Linked DNA regions of Mus musculus: all the other regions are linked to region 6. A link is a contact called in public promoter capture Hi-C data. All regions are on one chromosome and are shown on one strand. Each heading gives the region's core, a stretch centred on a gene start, on an enhancer-like site or on the middle of the called end of the contact. The rest is flanking DNA. Distances are from core to core; before and after follow the strand shown.

Evidence for each region. Promoter capture Hi-C pulls out the DNA fragments that hold promoters and counts their contacts.
Region 1: a contact with region 6 is called in a promoter capture Hi-C map of liver. The contact joins the promoter of Kash5 here to the promoter of A030001D20Rik in region 6. A contact is called at or near these places in 6 of 39 promoter capture datasets (the C10 cell line, cranial neural crest, embryonic stem cells and 2 more), 3 of 115 datasets of contacts at active chromatin or transcription factors (embryonic stem cells, microglia and pancreatic cancer cells) and 3 of 9 other capture datasets (adipose tissue, macrophages and pancreatic islet).
Region 2: a promoter capture Hi-C map of liver shows a contact between it and region 6, with 4 times the contacts expected there. The contact joins the promoter of Lin7b here to the promoter of A030001D20Rik in region 6. A contact is called at or near these places in 9 of 39 promoter capture datasets (the C10 cell line, cranial neural crest, embryonic stem cells and 5 more), 1 of 484 Hi-C or Micro-C datasets (embryonic stem cells), 2 of 115 datasets of contacts at active chromatin or transcription factors (embryonic stem cells and pancreatic cancer cells) and 4 of 9 other capture datasets (adipose tissue, liver, macrophages and 1 more).
Region 3: a promoter capture Hi-C map of liver shows a contact between it and region 6, with 2.4 times the contacts expected there. The contact joins the enhancer-like site here to the promoter of A030001D20Rik in region 6. A contact is called at or near these places in 6 of 39 promoter capture datasets (the HPC-7 cell line, cranial neural crest, embryonic stem cells and 2 more), 3 of 484 Hi-C or Micro-C datasets (all in the G1E-ER4 cell line) and 2 of 9 other capture datasets (macrophages and pancreatic islet).
Region 4: a contact with region 6 is called in a promoter capture Hi-C map of hippocampal neurons, with 2.5 times the contacts expected there. The contact joins the promoter of Kcnj11 here to the promoter of A030001D20Rik in region 6. A contact is called at or near these places in 1 of 39 promoter capture datasets (hippocampal neurons) and 1 of 9 other capture datasets (adipose tissue).
Region 5: a promoter capture Hi-C map of liver shows a contact between it and region 6. The contact joins the promoter of Pth2 here to the promoter of A030001D20Rik in region 6. A contact is called at or near these places in 6 of 39 promoter capture datasets (the C10 cell line, cranial neural crest, embryonic stem cells and 2 more), 1 of 115 datasets of contacts at active chromatin or transcription factors (microglia) and 1 of 9 other capture datasets (pancreatic islet).

What each region holds. Positions count from the first base shown.
Region 1 is chr7:45,202,908-45,206,174 of GRCm38.p6, reverse strand. It overlaps Kash5 (KASH domain containing 5), which reads left to right and starts at 1,283. Exons shown (of 20, transcript NM_201374.2): 1 at 1,283-1,583. The coding sequence starts at 1,472.
Region 2 is chr7:45,369,128-45,372,345 of GRCm38.p6, reverse strand. Lin7b (lin-7 homolog B (C. elegans)) reads left to right here and starts at 1,782. Exons shown (of 6, transcript NM_011698.1): 1 at 1,782-1,824; 2 at 2,101-2,219; 3 at 2,360-2,431; 4 at 2,996-3,205. The coding sequence starts at 1,788.
Region 3 is chr7:45,264,071-45,267,336 of GRCm38.p6, reverse strand. All of the region lies in intron 8 of Slc6a16 (solute carrier family 6, member 16), which reads right to left. Among named protein-coding and RNA genes, the nearest start is that of Gm23585, 11 kb to the right of the region's middle. Within about 2 kb of position 1,961, at least 3 of the 459 cell types and tissues checked have an H3K27ac peak or open chromatin away from gene starts, as enhancers often do. A contact at or near this core is called in liver, where this site is marked.
Region 4 is chr7:46,098,440-46,101,923 of GRCm38.p6, reverse strand. Kcnj11 (potassium inwardly rectifying channel, subfamily J, member 11) reads left to right here and starts at 1,687. Exons shown (of 1, transcript NM_010602.3): 1 at 1,687-3,484. The coding sequence starts at 2,027. The coding sequence ends at 3,199.
Region 5 is chr7:45,179,491-45,182,505 of GRCm38.p6, reverse strand. It overlaps Pth2 (parathyroid hormone 2), which reads right to left and starts at 1,511. Exons shown (of 3, transcript NM_053256.2): 1 at 1,315-1,511; 2 at 1,085-1,215; 3 at 668-908. The coding sequence starts at 1,212. The coding sequence ends at 734. It overlaps Gfy (golgi-associated olfactory signaling regulator), which reads left to right and starts at 2,909. Exons shown (of 5, transcript NM_001195255.1): 1 at 2,909-3,015.
Region 6 is chr7:45,637,461-45,640,880 of GRCm38.p6, reverse strand. It overlaps A030001D20Rik (RIKEN cDNA A030001D20 gene), which reads left to right and starts at 2,123. Exons shown (of 2, transcript NR_152217.1): 1 at 2,123-2,198. Rasip1 (Ras interacting protein 1) reads right to left here. Exons shown (of 12, transcript NM_028544.1): 11 at 2,864-3,011; 12 at 1,789-2,196. The coding sequence ends at 1,997. It overlaps Mamstr (MEF2 activating motif and SAP domain containing transcriptional regulator), which reads right to left and starts at 904. Exons shown (of 10, transcript NM_172418.2): 1 at 851-904; 2 at 42-179. The coding sequence starts at 99.

The DNA of each region.
Region 1 (3,267 bases), core at 34-2,533, 430 kb after region 6:
TGAGTGGCCTGCAATGTGGATGCTGGGAATCCATCTCAGGTGTTCTGGAAAAACATCCATTGCTCTTAAACAGTGGTCTATGTTTCCAGCCCCAGGAATGGATGTTGATAATAGGGACAAAGCTAACAGGGTCCAGAATGCACCACAAGTTGTCCTGAAAACACCCGGCAGACCTTTCATCTAGACCAGGCGTCCTAGTTTGCTTTCTACTGCTGCGGTGCGTGAGCACCACGATCAAAAACAACTTGGGGTGAGCACCATGATCAAAAACAACTTGGGGAGTCTATTTCATCTTGTGATAGATCACAGTCCATCACAGAGAAGAGGCAGGGTAGGGGCTCGAAGGAGGAACTGAAGCTTGCTCAGGGTTTTGTTTTGTTTTTTTTCATACAACCCAGAAGCACCTTCCCAGGGGTGGTCTTGCCCACAGTGGGCTGCCATCCACATCACTCATTAACCAAGAAAATATCCCCACAGGCTTGCCTACTGACAGGGTAACTTTTCAGTTGAGGTTTTCAGATGACTCTGGCTTTTGTCAAGGCAACAAAAAACTAAACAGCACACACAGGGTCTGATGGTCAGTAAGGTGAGAAAGACCTTGCACTTTTTGCCTCTACCTCCCGAGTACTGGTACACTACCCTGCCCAATTCACTAGGCCCTAGGGATTGAATGAGGGCACCCTCAGTCAAACACCGTACCCCTGAGCTACATGCCCAGTCCTTATCATTACATGCATGTGTTTTTAAACAGCAAGGGGTAGGAAAGTGAACATGATAGGGTCTGCATGTGGAATTCAGGGGCCCTCCTTGCACCATGTGGGTCCTGGGGATTCTTCTCAGATCGATCACCGGGATGGGTGGCAAGTGTCTTTACTCTTTTTTGGTTTGGTTTTTTTTTTTTTTTTTTTTTGGCTTTTTCGAGACAGGGTTTCTCTGTGTAGCCCTGGCTGACCTGGCACTCACTTTGTAGACCAGGCTGGCCTCGAACTCAGAAATCTGCCTGCCTCTGCCTCCCAAGTGCTGGGATTAAAGGCGTGCACCACCACGCCCGGCTGTTGGACCCTTAATAATAAAAAAGTTCGAATAGTCCACAGGCATGGACTGAGGCAGGGTGATTGCTTCAAGTCCGAAGCCATCCTGGGCTACATAGCTAAGCAGTAAGTAGAAACTATAATAGTTTGGGAAAACAGCTTGGGTACCTATTAATGCGGGGGGCGGGGGGGGGGGAGGGAATGGAGCGGAAGTGAGGCTGGACCAGACTGCGCATCATTGTGACAGTGGCGGGCGAGCCAGACCCAAAAGAAAGAACTTGGTTCAAAGACTGACAAGAAGAAAAGGATGAACAGGGAGTCCTTCGGTTGAACTCTCTCCTGCTTGGCCCTATTTTGTCAAGCAGAAGGAAAGGATTTTTGTACCGCAGAAGAAAGCTGCCGATAATATCGCGCCATCACCGCTAGCCCCACTAGTGCGCATGCACTCGATCCTCAGGTCCAGCCTATCCTCCCGAGAAGCTCTACGCATGCGCCAGCTCAAGGGTCTTCGTAAGGAGAGACCCGGGCGCCATCCACTCGGAGTGCGCTTGCGTGAGTACAAGAGCCTGAGAGGGCGGGACTTGCAGGAGGCCGGCTCATTTGCATTTCTGGCGGGAAAAGGCGCGTGTGAACACGCCTCTTCCGTGACATTCGCAACCGCCGTTCGTCGCTGGTGTCCCTCAACTGAGTCCCGACTCCAGGTACGCCCTGCCTGTGGCGACTTTCATGGCAGGTTCCCCGGTAACATCACCTGCCAGCTCCTTCAAAAACGCCCCAAGTTTTGAGACAAGGTTTCTCTGTGTAGCCCTGGCTGACCTGGAACTCACTCTGTAGACCAGGCTGGCCTCGAACTCCGAAATCCTCCTGCCTCTGCCTCCCGAGCGCTGGGATTAAAGGCGTGCGCCACCGTGACCGGCTTCCTCAGGAAAATTCTAGTGGCAACTTCGGCAATCCTGTCAGACTCTTGAAACTTCCGGTTGCTTTTTGTTGCTTGTTTTCTATTTTTGTTTGAGACAGACCCTCCAAGTGCTGCCCAGGCTGGCCACGACCTCATGATCCTCATTCCCCAGTTTTAGGATTACAGCTCTCCCAGATGTGCCCAACTGCAATCTTCTAGAACTTTTGAAACCTAACACTTAATCTATTTTGTTTTTGTGGGTAGGGTAGGTGTTTTTGTTTTGAGACAGGGTTTCTTTGTGTAGCATTGACTGTCCTGGAACTCTCTCTGTAGACCAGGCTGGCCTGTGTGCTTCTGGTTCCCACGTGCTGGGATTAAAGGTGTGCACCACCACTGCCTGGCTTTTGTTTGGGTGTTTTTGGTTTTTGTTGTTGTTGGGGTTTTTTGTTTGTTTGTTTGTTTTTGAGTATTTTGCCGGCATGTTTGTATGTGTGTCAGGTATGTGCCTGTGGAGACCAGGTGGTTTTGTATCCCTCTGAACTAAAATTGCAGATGAGGAGGAGTTCACATGTGTGTAGTGGGATTCCAACCCATATCTATCTGGAAGAGTAAACTGTTAGTCCTCTTAACGACTAAGCTACCCTCCAGGGACTCTCTAGGGCTTCAGTAAATTGCCCAGACTCTACTCAAAACCTTGGATCCTGCTGCCTCAGCCTCCTGAGTGCTGGTATCACAGGTGTAGCCCACCACGCCAGCCGCTAGGATCTTCTAGATATCCCATCAGAGTCTCCCTCAAAAACCTGTCAGAGACTTTTCCTCTGAAATCTTGGTGGAGATTTGGTGTTCAAGTCCTATCTGATACTTTAGAAATCTGTAGTTGCCCTACAAGTTCCGCCGGGGACTCTGAAATCTAGTGACACCCCAGAAATGCAGCCCTTGAATTCTAGTCCAGGGATCCCCTCCAGACTTCCTCCATGTTTAAAACCCACAAGACACTCACTGGCCACCTGATATCCCTTGTTCCTCAAGATTTTGTCCGAGTTTCCCCTTGAAAGAGTCTCAGAAAGCCTCTTCTTTCCCTGGTGCCTTCTAAAAGCCTCTGAGATGGACAGCAGGAGGATCCCCACTAGCTGAAGACCAGCCTGCTTTACACAGCTTCAGAAGGCCCACTACAGCTAAAGCTACATAATATATATTTACTAAGTCCCTGTCTCCAAAAGCCAGATAATAATGTCTCCAGAAAACATTCGGCTGCCGGAATACAGGCAAGGCAGAGTGATGGCTGCATTCCCTGAGGAAAGGGAGAGAGGCTGCTTCTCTCCCCTTCGGTGACAAAGA
Region 2 (3,218 bases), core at 533-3,032, 270 kb after region 6:
CTCTAAACCAGCCAGCTCCTCACACCTCCCACCCAAGCTTCCACCCAGCCTCCTCTCTTCTTTGTTTCCTTGCTCCTGCATCTTGTCCCCTGAGGTTTATCACCTGTACCCAAAATGCTGAGACAGCCAGCAGCATCTTCTAGCTCCCAGGCTCTGTTCAGACATCACAGGCTTAAGTGGTCATTCGGGGGAGCTGGAGAGATGGCTCAATGGTTAAGAACACCGACTGTTCTTCCTAAGGTCCTGAGTTCAAATCCCAGCAACCACATGGTTGGCTCACAACCATGCCTAATGAGATCTGATGCTCTCTGCTGGTGCATCTGAAGACTGCTACAGTGTACTTATGTATAATAATAAATAAATCTTAAAAAAAAATTAAGTGGTCATTCGGTTTGTTTGCTTGCTTTTGGTCCCCCCCTCCCCCATCCAGCATCTCCTGTAACCTAAGTTCGCCACCAACTAATGATCTTACTGCCCCCACAGCGTAGGATTCCAGCCGAGCACCAGGGTTATACAGTGCTGCAGGTGGAACCCAAGGCTTTCGATTTGCTAGGCAAGTGCTCTGCTGAGCCACATCACCAGCCTAACTACAGGCTCCCCACATCGAGAATATCTGCAAGCAGTCCACACAGTCACCATGAGAACCTGTCCACCTCAGTGCTCCCCACTCCACCTCTCACCCAAACAGGCAGCACTCCACGTTAGTGGACCAGTCTCCAGGGCCTTATCTGCCCTTCTGCCCCTTCTGAAATCCAGTCTCCCTGGAGATCTTCAGATAGGTATTTGACCATCTTGTACACTCTCAGGGGTTTATATGGAGACACAGATCCAAATGCAAATTATAACACAAGACCACTGTTTTGCCGTCACCACTGCCTAGCCTCTTGGCTACTCTCTGGGTGGCTGCTGGGGTGACCCAGGTCATACAACTTGTTGACTTTATCTTCCAAGCATCTCTAAACTATAAAGGTCTTATTCAAGTTTCTCTCTCCTCTCCTCCTCTCTCCCCTCCCCTCCCCTCCCCCCCCTCTCTTTCAGTGTGTGAGTCTAGGTTAGTCTAGACAGGGTCTCACTATGGAAATCACTGACCTTGGAAGTGCTGAGATTAAAGACGTGGACCACCGGGCTCTGTGTGTATGTTTTGTCAGTCTTACGTAGACTTGGCTAGCCACAAGACTTCAGTGTAACTGAGGGTGACCTTGGGCACTGTTCCGATCACCCTGCCTCCACTTCTGAATGCTGGGATTACAGGTATGATTTATGCTCTGCAGGGTGCAGGACCTAGAATCTCAGCCTGCAAGGTTAGCACTCTTCGACTGAGTTACCCCTTCAGCTTTTATTTTTCTGCTTTCTTGAAATAGGCTCTTGTTAGGTGTTTCTGTCTTCCAAGTCACAGCGATCCTCTTCTATAGGCCCCTGGAGTCCTGAGAACCCACGCCCCTCTGTAGAAATGAGGGGAAGTTACCAGAAAAGCACAGACATACTGTAAAGAGCAAGGCAGACACACCAACGGAGTAACAAGATCGCGGCTAGGATAGACCTATGATGGGCAGCAGATAGTGATGTAGGAGCGAGACACCCAGAGGGGGAAGGTCTCTAGAGTTCCGGAGTGGGCGGGACCCTGCGCAGCACCGCCTCCTGTCAGTGTGAGGGCAGGCCCTCTGAAACTGTTGGTTGCCGTGTGGGCAGGGCCTCATGCACCACCTCCTTGCCAGCACCTGGTGGGCGGGGCCTCGCATTGCACCTCCTCGCTGGCGCCTGGGCGGGTGGCTTGCATTAGAGGCGATATGGCTGCACTGGTGGAGCCGCTGGGGCTGGAGCGGGGTAAGCGCTCCGAGGGTCCAGTCCGGGCTCTGGGCTCCGTTGGGTTGCGACAGGCTTTGCAGATGCGGGGGTTGGGGGGCGGACCTAGTTAGGGTGGGCGGGGCGCGGCCTGCAGTCTGAGGGCGTGGGAGGGTCTGGGGCGGAGCGCCCCACCAACACCTCGCCCAGGGTTGGGGTCCCCGCGACCCGCGAGGCACGTGGATCGCTTCCAGTCTGACCTCGATTGCCCTTCTTGCTGCCGGCGTATGCTCTCGCGGTCCCTGCCGCTTTCTGCAGACGTGTCCCGGGCTGTGGAGCTGCTGGAGCGGCTGCAGCGCAGCGGAGAGCTGCCCCCGCAGAAGCTGCAGGCCCTGCAGCGGGTCCTGCAGAGTCGCTTCTGCTCCGCCATCCGCGAGGTGAGCATCTTGGTTCTGTATAAGTTGTAGTTTCCTTGCACTCTGCGGCGGGGTCGGCGACGGGCGAGCGGACGAGGACACCGGTGTCCAGGGCTGTGGACTGGCAGCTCTCTGACGTTGCCGTGTCCCCGACTTCCCAGGTGTATGAACAGCTCTATGACACGCTGGACATCACTGGCAGCGCCGAGGTGCGGGCTCATGCCACAGCTAAGGTAAGCTCCTGCTCCGGTAGCTCTGGGTGACCACGAAAGCAGTGCCCTCCTTCACATCAGCGCATCTCTGTGCCACCCTATGAAGATTTATTTATAATGCCCTTTAAATAACTGCACATTTTTAACTTGAATGCACATGAGATTCTCTCTAGCAACAGGCTTGGAAACTGGCCTCACTTTCCTGTCGGTAAGATGACCCTAAAAGGCAATCCTGTTGGATGTTGTGAACAGGGACACCTTTCCAAACTGCAGTGCTTATTACTTATTACTGCCTGCAGACTCAAGATTTACACCTGATCCCTATCACCCCACCCCACCCCCGAGGTGGGGGGGGCACTTGTTTCCATTTGTCTGAGAACAAGATTGGCAGGTGTTAAGTACTAAGGATGCCCTTCTCCCTGACTTTCGGAAGAAAGCAAGGGTTCTCACAGGTCGGAGTCAGTATAGGGTAGCCTCCTGTTGAGCTGTGTCAGGGTTCCCCTACTTGATCTTTGCGGCTACGCTGGCTGGAGTGCCCATGTCTCAAAGAGGGTCTCTCTCATTGAGGCGTCTTCTCTCTTCCAGGCCACAGTGGCTGCTTTCACGGCCAGTGAGGGCCACGCACATCCCAGGGTCGTGGAACTACCGAAGACTGATGAGGGTTTGGGCTTCAACATCATGGGTGGCAAGGAGCAGAACTCACCCATCTATATCTCTCGAGTCATCCCTGGGGGCGTGGCTGATCGCCATGGTGGCCTCAAGAGGGGAGACCAGCTGCTGTCTGTGAATGGTGTGGTGAGTGGGGTTG
Region 3 (3,266 bases), core at 712-3,211, 370 kb after region 6:
CAAACAACAACAACAACAACAACAACAACAAAAGACAGCAACAGGGGCTGGAGAGATGGCTCAGTAGGTAAGAACACTGACTGCTCCTTTGAAGGTCCTGAGTTCAAATCCCAGCAACCACATGGTGGATCACAACCATCTGAAATGAGATCTGATGCCCTTTTATGGGGTATCTGGAGACAGCTACAGTGTACTTACATACAATAAATAAATAAATCTTTAAAAAAAAAAGACAGCAACGGTATACTCATATGCATAAAATAAATAAATAATTCTTTTAAAAAATGTTTAAAAAAGAATAAAACTGTTAACAAGGGGCTGGAGCAATTGTTCCGCAGCCAACACAAACATGTGCTGCTCTTCCAGAGGCCACAAGTTTGACTCCCAGCACCCATGTGAGCAGGCTCACAACTGCCTGTGGCTCCCGCTCCTGGGCATCAGAAGCCATTTTCTGGCTTCTCCATCCACTTACACGTAAATAAATGAATGTGAAAACATTAGTTAATTAAGAAATATAATAAATGGTGGTTTAGAAGCCAAAATCACTCTCCTTTTGTTTTTTGGGTTTTTTTTTGTTTTGTTTTGTTTTTTGGTTCGGGGGTTTTTGTTTTGTTTTTTGTTTTTTAAGATAGGGTGTCTCTTCCTGGTTGTCCTAGAGCTCACTATGTAGACCAGACTGGCCTCAAACTCACAGAGACCTGTCTCTGCCTCTCTGCCCCTCTGCCCCTCTGCCCCTCTGCTCCTGTCCCTACCCCTGCCCCTGCCCCTAGCCCTGTCTCTGCTGGGATTAAAAGGGTGTTGCCATGCCTGGCAGGGATTCCCATCTTAAATTCAGCAGTGAAGTGAGAAGTCCCCTTCAGCAGCACAGTGAAGCAGAAGCTTGCTGCCAGTTCTTCTGAGAAGCAGGGAATGGGCACGCGGGTGCTTAACAAACGAACAAAACAAGAGGAAATTTGAAGTTTTTAATGGGCTGTATACACAAGGTAGCCTCAGCTATAACTTGAAGCCCAAGTTTTGACTCTGATAATCCCCAAGACCAAGACTTTAGTTCCAAAAAGTCTCTTCCCAAATCTCCTGTCCAGAAGAACTCACCTCAATCCTGTTAAAGATCTTCATAGCTAAGCTAAGTCTACTGCTATAGGCCTATCATCTCGGGTCTTGAGGAGTCCGAGTCAGAAAGATCACAACTTCAAGGCCAAGGAAACTTGGTGAGACGCAACTATTCTTAAGGCTTAGGAAACAGTAGGGTGGGAAGATTTTGAGAGCCTAGCAGACCAGGATGACTTCTGTGTGACAGTGTCTTCTTGACAGGATAGAGATGTTACTCCCATGAATTCTCAACTATATGGCTGCCTGCACAAGACTTACAAAGACTGCACCAGTAGATATGTCAGCAGGAATGGAGGGAAGGTCACAGGCACACCCCTAGATGAAGAGCTACAGGTAGCCAATGGCTGTAGAACCAGTGTCTGATGTTTGTCTTGAGGGACATAGAGAGAGAAGCAGGGGAGAGAGTAAAATGATGCAAACACAGTTTACTCACAAAGGGTATTCTCAACTTAACATAAGTAAAGAAGCCCGGGGTGGGGGTGGGGTGCACACATTTAATCCCCATTCAGGAGGCAGAAGCAGGTGGATTTCAGAGTTCAAGGCCATCCTGGATGACAGAGCAGGTTCCAGGTAGCCAGGGCAACACAGAAAAACCTTGACTGGAAGAGAGAGAGAGATGGGGGGAAGAGAGAGAGAAGAAAGGAGGGAGGGGGGAAAGGAGGGAAGAAGGGGGAGGGAGAGGGAAAGAGAGAGAGAGGTGGTGGTGATAGGCTCCTTTAATTTCAGCACTTAGCAGGCAGAGGCAGGTGGAACTCTATGAGTCTGAGCACAGCCTGGTCTACATAGTGAGTTCCTGCCTACACAGTAAATCCCAGGACAACCAGGGCTACATGGCGAGACTCTATCTTAGAAAAACCAACCAACCAACAAATCAATCAATATTTCAAAAGAGGACTAGAGACATGGCTCAGTAGTTAAGATCACTGGGTGCTCTTCCAGAAGACCCAACTTCAGGTCCCAGGACCCACCTGGCAGCTCTCAACTCCCTATGCTTCAGTTCCAGACTCTGACACCCTCTCTGGCCCCTAGGGGCACCAGGCATGCAGAGTTCTACATGCAGGCAAAACACTCATGCGCATACAATAAAATAAAAGCAGCTTAAACACTAAAAATCAATATAGTCTTAAAGTTAAAGGGGCCAGAATGCACCTCAGTGTAAATAAAGTACTTGCATTTCACACACAAGGCCCTGGGCTAGCTCCAACCACTGCAGTGTGGGTGGCCAGAGGCAGAGGCAGGAGATTTTTTGAAAGTTTAAGGCAAGCCAGGTCTACATAGCAAGTCTTAGGCCAAGTAGAACCACTTGATTCAAAAAACGACATTTATTTTTATTATTTTTAAATCACGTGTGAGGGACATGAGTGTATATGAGTGCAGGTGTCCAGAGACTCCAGAGCGTGTCAGACCTCCTAGAGCTGGAGTGATAGGTACCTGTGAGAGGCCAGATGCAAGGGTTGGGAGCCCACCTTGGGTCTTCTGCACAAGCAGCAGCACCCGTGCTCTCAGCTGCTGGGTAACCTCTCTAGCACTCCCCGCCCCCCCCCAGCACCCCCCCCCATGGAAGAGAATATTAAAAACAAGAGCAAAGTTCAATGAAACAACCAATTAACAAGGTTAGCCAACAAAGGAGAAAACTAGTCCAAAGGTGATGGAAAGATAAAGACCACAGCGGCTGGAGAGATGGTTCCAGGGGTTCTGTTGCCCTCTCCTGGCCTCCAAAGGTATCAGGAACAGAAGTGGCACATAGACATCCATGCAGGCAAAACCATACACATTAAAAACCAACTGTGGCTAAAGTGGACCAGAGGGCAGAAAGCCCAGTACAAACATTGCAATGAGAAGATGCAGAGTGGCTGGAGAGATGGCCTACAGGTGGGAGCACCTGCTCTGTAGGCAGGAGGACCTCAAGTCCCAACCCCCAGCACCCAGGAATACTGCTTAGCCACACAGGCCTGTAATCCCAGCCCCAGGGGGCAGACAGCTAGGTCCCTAGAACTTGCTAGACAGCCAGTCTCACCAAAATGGAGAGCTTCTAGTTTGAAGAGAGAGCCTGTCCCAGGGCAATAATGTAGAGTGATGTGGAGCCAGTTGGCACTCTCTTCTGGCCTCTGCTGGCATGCACACTCTCAGGAAGAAAGAACATCTTCTGGGGGGGA
Region 4 (3,484 bases), core at 438-2,937, 460 kb before region 6:
CTCAGGCATAAACGGCCCTATCAGTATAGTCCAGCTCTCCCTCGCTCTTTGTAGCAGGGTCCACGATACCTACCAGCAGATCTGGAAAGAAGAAAATGCCATCTGAAAGTCCCCTGCTCAAAAGGAAACTGTCCCATGGTGGCCCGCATTCCCAGTGCCCCTATTACCCTAGCTCCAGCCTCAAGCCTTCACTCAAGCTACACAGTGGGTAGAGGTCTGTCTCAAGAGTCTGAGCCCCAGGGCAAGCCATTACAGCTCCATCAATCTCCAGGAGCCACTCCAGGGTGGCATCTGCAATGGAAACATCACTACTGTTCTTGACAAAAACCTGGGTCACCTACTCTGTACCCAAGCTAGCCCTGAATCAGCTGCTCAGGCCCAAACTCTCTCTCTCTCTCTCTCTCTCTCTCTCTCTCTCTCTCTCTCTCTCTCACACACACACACACACACACACACACACACACACACACACACACACACACCCAGGGCTAAAGGGAAGAAACCAGTCTGAAGGTCTACAGGGTGCAAAGCAGACACTGGCAGAACAAACCCTCTTAAAACTCAGGGACGGTAGCCAGGGCCTTGCGGTGCACTTGCAATCCCAGAACTCTGGGAGTGGAGGCAGAAGTTCAAGGTCATACTCTGCTACATGCCAAGTTTGAAGCCATCCTGGGCTATAAGAAATCCTGTCTTGAATAGGTAAATAAGCAAATAAATAAACAAATAAGTAAATAAATAGATGTAGGATCAAAAATAATCCTCAAAGGGAAGAAGAATCGTCGGTTGAGAAGTTCTGAGACTAATATTTCTCTCACCCCTGCCCCTGCGTTGATGATGTAACCTTTCGCTGCCTTCTTTCCCTGGGTATCAAGTGCTGTGTAAGAGGCAGGTAAGACTTAACTATGGACCGGGCAAAAATAGAAGTCAGGGGTATAGGGGCCGCTGAACCAACCTAAGAGAATTCCACAAAAGCAACTTCTTCAGAGCCATCCTCAGTTTGAAGCCCCATGGCCTGGCTGAGGACAGTGAGCAGGCAAGGGCGGGACGAGAATCCTCTGTGGGCGGGGCTTGCGTCTAGGCCCACCTCTACCTCTCAGGAGCCGATCTGGCGCCCTCTGGCGGCGGAGGCTGCACTCGCTCTCGGGAGCCCCCCGCCCGCAGCCTCCCACCCCCACCGCGCACGGGTCGGTGCCTGAGGACGGGCTCACAGACACACGCCAGGGAAGCCGGCCGGGAGTGAGCAACCCGGAGTGGGAGGGGGCAGGGAGGTGGCCGCTGCTTGAGCAGCACGAGCAGGTGCGGCGGCGACAGGCGGGGTGGGAACGGAGCGGCGGCGGGGGCTGCGGGCGGGCGGCAGGGCAGCAGGGAGGCCGCGACGCGGAGCCACTGGGGTCTGGGCGGCGGGGGGCGAGGGGATCCAGAGCGTAGACGGTTGCGGGGTGACTCGAAGGGCACCGGATCCCAAGGAGACTAGAGGACAAGGGCTAGAGAAGGAACGGGAGAGCGGCGAGGGAGCCAGGGGAGGGGTGGGATGGGAAATCCGGGGCACACCTGGAGAGGAGACTGGGTCAAGAAGTAAGGCTGGTCCTTGGAGGGGACCGGGGACAGAAGTGGGTGAGGTCAGAGAAGAGCGCGGGGGGGGGGGTGCTGAGGGGGGGGTCGAGTGAGGGCTGGTAAGTTGGGAGACCCGGAGGTGACAAGTTCTGAGGTGGTTTGAGAAGAAAGGCTGGGCCAGGGAAAGGGAGTTAGAGGGGGGTCCTGGGGCGGTGGAGGAGAGCTGAGCGGGTAGAGCACAAGCTGGGTTGGGGGCTCAGTAAGCAATGAGCAGGTGGAGCCGGCATCTGAGGCTAGTAGTATAAAGAGAAGCAGAACCCAGCTGAGGGGCATACCAGCCTAGAGGTTGGTACAAGCTTAGGGTAACCTGAGGAGAGGGCTCAGAGAGGGGGACCCCACAAAGAGGCCCTAGGCCAAGCCAGTGTAGTGCCTCCCCCCATGGGGGAAACCCCTTCCCGGGGCCAACGGAGCCATGCTGTCCCGAAAGGGCATTATCCCTGAGGAATATGTGCTGACCCGGCTGGCAGAGGACCCTGCAGAGCCCAGGTACCGTACTCGAGAGAGGAGGGCCCGCTTCGTGTCCAAGAAAGGCAACTGCAACGTCGCCCACAAGAACATTCGAGAGCAGGGCCGCTTCCTGCAGGATGTGTTCACCACGCTGGTGGACCTCAAATGGCCACACACTCTGCTCATTTTCACCATGTCCTTCCTGTGCAGCTGGCTGCTCTTTGCCATGGTCTGGTGGCTCATCGCCTTCGCCCACGGTGACCTGGCCCCCGGAGAGGGCACCAATGTGCCCTGCGTCACAAGCATCCACTCCTTTTCATCTGCCTTCCTTTTCTCCATCGAGGTCCAGGTGACCATTGGTTTCGGCGGGCGCATGGTGACAGAGGAATGTCCCCTGGCCATCCTCATTCTCATTGTGCAGAATATCGTCGGGCTGATGATCAACGCCATCATGCTGGGCTGCATCTTCATGAAAACGGCCCAGGCCCATCGGCGGGCAGAAACCCTCATCTTCAGCAAGCATGCTGTGATCACCCTGCGCCATGGCCGCCTGTGCTTCATGCTGCGCGTAGGGGACCTCCGAAAGAGCATGATCATTAGCGCCACCATCCACATGCAGGTGGTGCGCAAGACCACCAGCCCCGAGGGCGAAGTTGTGCCTCTCCACCAGGTAGACATCCCCATGGAGAATGGCGTGGGTGGTAACGGCATCTTCCTGGTGGCCCCACTCATCATCTACCACGTCATCGACTCCAACAGCCCGCTCTACGACCTGGCTCCTAGTGACCTGCACCACCACCAGGACCTGGAGATCATTGTCATCTTGGAAGGCGTGGTAGAAACCACGGGCATCACCACCCAGGCCCGCACCTCCTACCTAGCTGACGAGATTCTATGGGGGCAGCGCTTTGTCCCCATTGTGGCCGAGGAGGACGGCCGCTATTCTGTGGACTACTCCAAATTTGGTAACACCATTAAAGTGCCCACACCACTCTGCACAGCCCGCCAGCTTGATGAGGACCGCAGTCTGCTGGATGCCCTGACCCTCGCCTCGTCGCGGGGGCCCCTGCGCAAGCGCAGTGTGGCTGTGGCGAAGGCCAAGCCCAAGTTTAGCATCTCTCCAGATTCCTTGTCCTGAGTTGCAGTTCCTCAGGCCCCCACTCACTTGTGTGGGCACGTGGAAAGTGAAGTATGGTATGTAGAGTGGTGGGGTGCGAGCCTCTTGGCCAGACGAGGGTCTGGTGTGGGACAAGACCCTGCTCGGCTCAGCCTCCCCGCTGCTGTGTGTCTGGGGTGTTACAAGATACTTGTCACTATGCTATTTCTGGCCCCAGCAGGAGCCTGTACCGGGTTATTTTTGTTCCTGCTCCTCCCAGGCTCAGCTCGGGACTGGTTTACCCCTGTGTCCCTGCCCAACGGTGGG
Region 5 (3,015 bases), core at 262-2,761, 460 kb after region 6:
TGTGCGCCTCCTGCTAACCGCTTCTGCTTCTGCGCGGTAGACCGAGCAGGAGCTGCAAGAGGCAACTCCGCCCTCACAGCATAAAAGCCAATGAGGGCTCGGTCCGCCTCCAGAAAATGCAAATTTTGGAGGGCGGTCTCCTGGACCCCACCCTCCTCTTCAGACCAATCAGGGCGCGGTCCGCTCGCTCCGCGGGCTCTCCGAATAAACAGGTGGGGACTGCGCCTCCCCGAGCCGCGGGCTCTGCTTAGTTTCCTTATCCGGCACCTGCCGCGGTCCAGCTCGGAACTGCTGGAGCCCTCCCCGGCCGATAAACACGAGGCCCAAAAAGGTTATGAAATCCCGACCCAGCAGGATATGGTGACGCTTGCCTTTAATCCTAGCACTTGGGAGGCAGAGGCAGGCGAAGCTCTCGAGCTCAAGGCCAGCCTGGTCTACAGAGTGAGTTCCAGGACAGCCAGGGCTACACAGAGAAACCCTGTCTCGGAAGAATAATCCCTCCCCCCCCCCCAAAAAAAACCGGACCAAAACAGAGCTGGATCAGGGACCCACGGGCGAGGGAATCCAGAGAGAACAAGAGTCTCGAGGCAGATGACCCAAGAGGGAACCCGGAGAAGCGAGGATGCGGAGGGTCCCGGTTGCAGTGAGGCTGTGGGGCCCCCTCCCCACACACCCACAAGAGAGTGGCGCAGCAAAGAGGCGCAGTCGCAGTGCGACAGGCTCTTTATTAGGCTCAGGGCGCGTCCAGTAGCAACAGCTTCTGCATGTAAGAGTCCAGCCAGCGGCGGCGCTCCAGGGCGGCCAGCAGGCGCGCGCGCTCCCGAAAGGCCGCGTCGTCAGCTAGCGCCAGGCTGCGCCGAGACAGGGGGCTACCCAAGCCCGCCCAGGCACGACCCGGGGCGCGGAGGCTGGGGGAAGAGAGATGTGATTGCGCGCTAGGCCCCACAGGCCACCGCGGGTCCCCACTGCAGTCCGACGCTAAGCACCCCTGCCCTCCCCAACTCCCCGCATGCGGTATCTTGCCTTCCTTTGGGGCGGGGGGTCCTCTCCTCCCTTCTTTGGGTGTCCGGGACCTCACACCTACCTGAACACACCAGCGAGGGGCAGGGCAACACCTGAGGCAGGGCCAGTGCCCCAGGGCACAAGCAGTAGCAGCAGCAAAAGCAGCAACAGCCGCTCTCGGGGGCTCCTGGACATCTGGCAGGTCTCCATCACCTGTGGATACAGGGGCCAGAATCTCAATGTCATCATCCCGCCCAGAAGCCTAGGGCCCACAATCCAACCCTGCCACCAGCCTCCTACAGGACCCCCTACCGTGCAGTGGGCTCAGGCAGCTATGCTCACGCCCCTTTTATATACCCTCACAGCCCCCGCGGCGGCAGTGACGCAGGCCGGGCTGGGGGCGCGGGGTCACTCCACCCCACGCTCATTAGGAGCCGCCAGCGGTAATGAGAAGCCTGGTGGGGCCCTGCGCTGCCGTGGCCAACACCAACTAATTGGGACCCAGAGCTAGTACTGAAGAAGGGGGGGTGGTGGTACAGACAGAGAGGTGGACACAAGGGGTGTGTCAGAGGGATAAAAATAGAGACTGGAGAGGGGGACCATCAGAGCACAAGTCGAGAACACAAGAGAGAGGCAGGAAAGAGAGCAGAGGGACACAAGGGAGAAAGACAGAAAAGAAATAACCTCCAGACAGAAGGGCAAAGACAAGATGCCTAGGAAGGGAAAAGCAAGAAGGAAGAGAGGAAGGCTGAGAAGAGAGGGTGTGGAAAGGAGCTGGTCAGGAGAGAGCCAGGGACAAGAGAGAGACAGAGAGAAAGAGAGACAGAGAGAGACAGAGACAGAGAGAGAGGCAGGCGGTGGTAGTGTGCAAACAGGTGAAGTCACCACCGTGAAATGGGACACAGGAGGCCCTGGGCTTCCACTGGGAAAAGTCTTTCCCTCCCTACAAGGGACATGGGGGTATGGTGAAGATTAGGGCCAACCATTCATACCTGGCATGTTTCAAGGGGGCTCCCAAGGCCACCCTATGGTGCCGTACACTCAGGAGGCAGAAACAACCACTGCAGATTTGAGGCCTGTGTATGCTACATATTAAGACTGTCTTAAAGAGGGGTGGGGTGGGGGTAAAGAGCAACACCCTCTTCCCGTATCATGGGCAAGGGAACAGGCCCTGGATTCCTACCTCCACAGAGATGAGGAGCCAAACTTGGAATCCCAAACAGAAAGGTGGTCCAGACAGGGCCCCCCACTTCTATGTTCCGAAAGCCTGGATTCCTGGATTCTTCAGTCTGAAGAGAGCAGTATGGCCTGGTGAGGTTAGACTAAAAAGGTACCAGGGACTCAGATCCTTAGATTTGAGTGGGGAGTGGGAGAGGACATAGAACTCATTTTTACTTACTTTGTATTTTGGGACAAGGTTTCTCTGTGTAGCCCTGGCTGCCCTGGAACTTGCTCTGTAGGCCAGGCTGGCCTAGAACCCAGATCCACTGGCCTCTGTCTCCCAAGTGCTAGGATTAAAGGTGTGCTCCACCACCACCCAGCTGGATTTTGTGTCTGTTGGGTTGATAGTTTTGTTCTGTGTGTGTATATTTGACTGGTTGGGTTTTATTTTTGTTTTAGAGTTTCTGTAGCTCAGGCTGTCCTGGGTCTCACTAAGTCACCCAAGCTTGCTTTGAACTCATAATCCTCTTGCCTGTGCCTTCTGCGAGCAGGGATCCCAGGCCTGTATCATCACACCATGCCAAACCCTCACTGCAAAGAGATCACAGCTTGGTCCAATTCTAACTTCCTTTTCTACCTTATCGATGAGATCCTATGTCTCTGTCCCTTTAAGAATCCCAGCCTGTTGCTATGCTCTCAGGATTCCCCAGGGAGGGGGTCAGGTGCGTCACCTGTCACCTGTGTGCCTCTGGGACCCTACTGCCTGTTCCTTCCAGCGCCATTCGGCTGCACTCCCTGCCTATCTCTTTGTTCAGCGCTGATCACCTGCTGTTGTCTTTGATACCACCGAGC
Region 6 (3,420 bases), core at 874-3,373:
GGGACCCCTCCCCACATGCATAGAGACAAGCAACCTCTCACCAGAGCGGAACTTGGAACGGATGATTTGGGAGCGCTGGGAGGAGGCTGCCAGGGTCATTGCCAAGGCTGAGGTGGAGACCTGGACAGAGGAAGCCAGAGCCACCAGAGCGCGGCAGGGTCAAAGTGGATGACGGGAGGCTGCCATTGGGGGAATTTTGGAGACAGTGTGAAAGGTTAGAGACAAAAGTACTGGGCCAGATCAGCTCTTTTGGGGGATGACTGGTCTCTGGGCCCTTGGGTCTGAGAAAGGAGGGCTGGTCCTGAACCTCCGGGTGTGAGAGACACGGGCTGGGGCCTGGAGCCCTAGGACTGAAGAAAGGTTGCGGCCTGGAGTTCTGGCTGGAGGGAGAAGTACTTGGGCATGGACTGCTGTGTCTGTAGAAGGCTTTGGGCCTGGAGTTCTGAGTCGGAAGCAAAAGGGCTGGGTCTAAATCCCTGGATCTTGGCGGTACAGGAAGGACCTGCGTCATGGGCTCCTGCATCTAAGAGGGAGAGCATTGGAATCTGGAGTTCTGGGCCTTTGAAAGTGCAGGAAGCAGTCGTCTGGAGTCTGAACCCTGAAGGAGGAGGAGATTAAGGACGAGAACTGCATGCTGTTAGGGACTAGAATCGAAGATTCTAGGACAGACGGGAATCAAAGAATATGACAAGTGTCTGGGAAACATAGGGGTCCCTGAAACAGAATGGGTTGAGTGTCATGCACGGGGCTCTGTGGGAAAGATATTGGGACCAGAAGGGGGAACCAGAACGGAGAATGAAGGGTAAAATGAAAAAAAAAAATCCCCATATCTACCCCAGGGGCTTCTCACCAGGTAGGCTCCTCTCAGCTACTCAGCTGTGCCTTGAAGCGGGTGGAGTCTCCCGGATTAGGCTGGAGACCTTAGGCTCCACCCCACAAGCCTTGGGCCGCCCTCGACTCCCCTTTCTAGGGCGAGTGGGAGTCAAGAGAGCGAGCCTTGGATCAGAAGCCCTGCAAGGACCCAGAAAAGGGGCGGGACACACACGCCGTGAGGACCGGCCTGGCTCACTTCGAGGGTTCCCTTACTATCTCCTCCCCCGAGTCCCGAGCTGTGGGTTGGGTGGAGCGGTCACTGGCGACAGACAGGAGCAGGTGCAGAGAGAGGGACCCGGGTGAGCAACAGCGGCAGGTGGTCGTGTTCAGACCCTGCCGGCAGGTGCCACCTGTTGGTTCTTTTTTTCCTGACACAGCAGTAGGAGTCAAGTTCAGAGGAGGGGAAAGTTCAAACATGAGGCCCAGACTCCTAGTTCTAAAAAGGAAGGGGGCAGAAGTCAGGACTCTGGGTCTGAGGGTGGTGGACGGAGTCTTAGGCCTCTGGTATGGGAGAGGAGAGCTGAGGTTTGCATTCTTGGATCTGATGGAATAGGACTAGTACCCGAGAGGTGCTGGGTGTTGGAAGTCAGCGGTGTGCACAGTAGGCAGACAGCATCGGAAGGACTGGGGGGAGAAAGCTAAAGTTTGGACTTTGTAGGTAAGAGGGAGATGGTGATGACCTGTTCTCACTGGTAGTACATGGGGTCTGATATTCAGAAGAACATGGTCCAGGCTGTGTTCCGAGTTGTGTGACAGTGCTCAGTACTACAGGGTCACATTTCGTGCTAGAGGGCAAGCTGAGGCCATGGCTAGAAATATCTCCCCAAACTCGGCAGACGCCCAACGTTCCAAGCACAGTCCCTGGCACCTTAAAAAAAAATCTTTGCTAAGGCCCCCAAATCTTGACAAGTGAGGTCAATACCACAGATATTTTTATTACTTCTTGGCATTCACATCCCAAGCCCATCTTCCCACTGTCCCATCGTCTACCAACCCAACAACTCAAACTCTCAGCCGTCTACGCAGGGAAAACTACAACTCCCAAAATGCTCTACGCCCAGGCGGGCTCCCTTTTAAGAAGCGATGCAGTTTCAAGCTGCGCGCGTTCCTTTCTCATTGGTTTTCAAGGTGTCGAAGCCACCGGGGGTCCATGGCGATGATTGGCTGGCAGCTCCTGCTGTTCAAGATCCCAGAGGAGGCGACGGAGCCTGCGCAGTTCTCTATGCAATGCGTCATCTGTCACAGGGCCGGTGAGGCGCAGGCGTGAGCTGCCCAGGGGCAGGATGAGCGGAGGGTGCGAGGAAAAACTTTCAAAGATATCCCCTGTGAGTACGAGGAAAACCGAATTAAAAACTCAGCATGAGTGTGAGGTGGTCTATCTCCTTAAGTAAGAAACGATGAGACTGGGTTCCCTGTGTTTCAAAGGATGACGGGAATTTTAGCTAAAACGTGTGTGTGGGGAGGGGGGAGGAGGTGACACATAATCCCGGCACTCTGGAGGCAGAGGCAGGTGGATCTCTTTGAGTTCGAGGCCAGCCTGATCTACAGAGTTACAAGACAGCCAGGGCTACAGAGAGAAATCCTATCTTGAAAAGCCAAGAAAACTAGGGAAAAAAGGCCCATTACCAGGAAAATAGGGTCCCAGGTACCCTGGAACCTTGAGGATGGGCTGGGGAACCTTGGGAGATTTCTGAGGATTGAGAAACCTATCCCTCTGTTAGTTGGGTTAGGGCAAGAGATGTGGAGAGACGAGGCTAAGAGATTAAGTCTAAGTAAAAAAAACAATGAAATGTTTGAACTCTTCTTAACTTACTGAAGGGGACCGCAAAGTAAGCAAGCCCTGCTACTGTTATAATTGCAGCCAGTCTTTAAGCCCTTCAGAGAGGGCATCTGAACCCTGGGAACTGAAAGTGGGAAGGGCTGGGAACAGGGACTCTTAGGTCTCAAATAAAGAAGACATCTCAATGTTCGTTAGCCCGGATCTGCACACCTGTGTCCACAGCATCCCGCTCTGCAGGTGGTGGGTCCCAGGCTGGTGGGGGACCACGGCCAGGACCCAACTGGTAGTGGCTGAGGAGATGGTGGAGCTGAGCTGGAGTCAGGGTGGGGTAGTCAGTCCGTAAGCTGCTCCATGAAGCCTAGGGGAAGTCCCCAAGTTAGACGTCTGTGGTCACAGCTGGGTCCCATAGGGCAGGCCAGCCATCCCAGTTTCTTAGGAGGTTGAGGCAAGAGGATTCAAAGTACAAGGCCAGGTTGGGAAACATGGTGAAACTCTTATCTCAAAATTAAAAAGTAAAAAGGGGTCTTGGAGATGCAGGTCAGCGGCAGTGTTTGCCTGGCATATGCAACTCTCTGGGTTCAATCCCCAGTACTGTAATAAGATAGAAATCAGTGAAGTGAAGGGCCTGGGGTGAAGGCTTAGCAGTTAAGAACAATTGCTGCTCTTGCAGAGGACCCAGCTGAGAACTAGTTTGCTTCCCAGCACCTACGTGGCCTGTAAGTCCCATTTCAGAAGAGCTGCCCTCCACTTCTGGCACGTCATGGTCA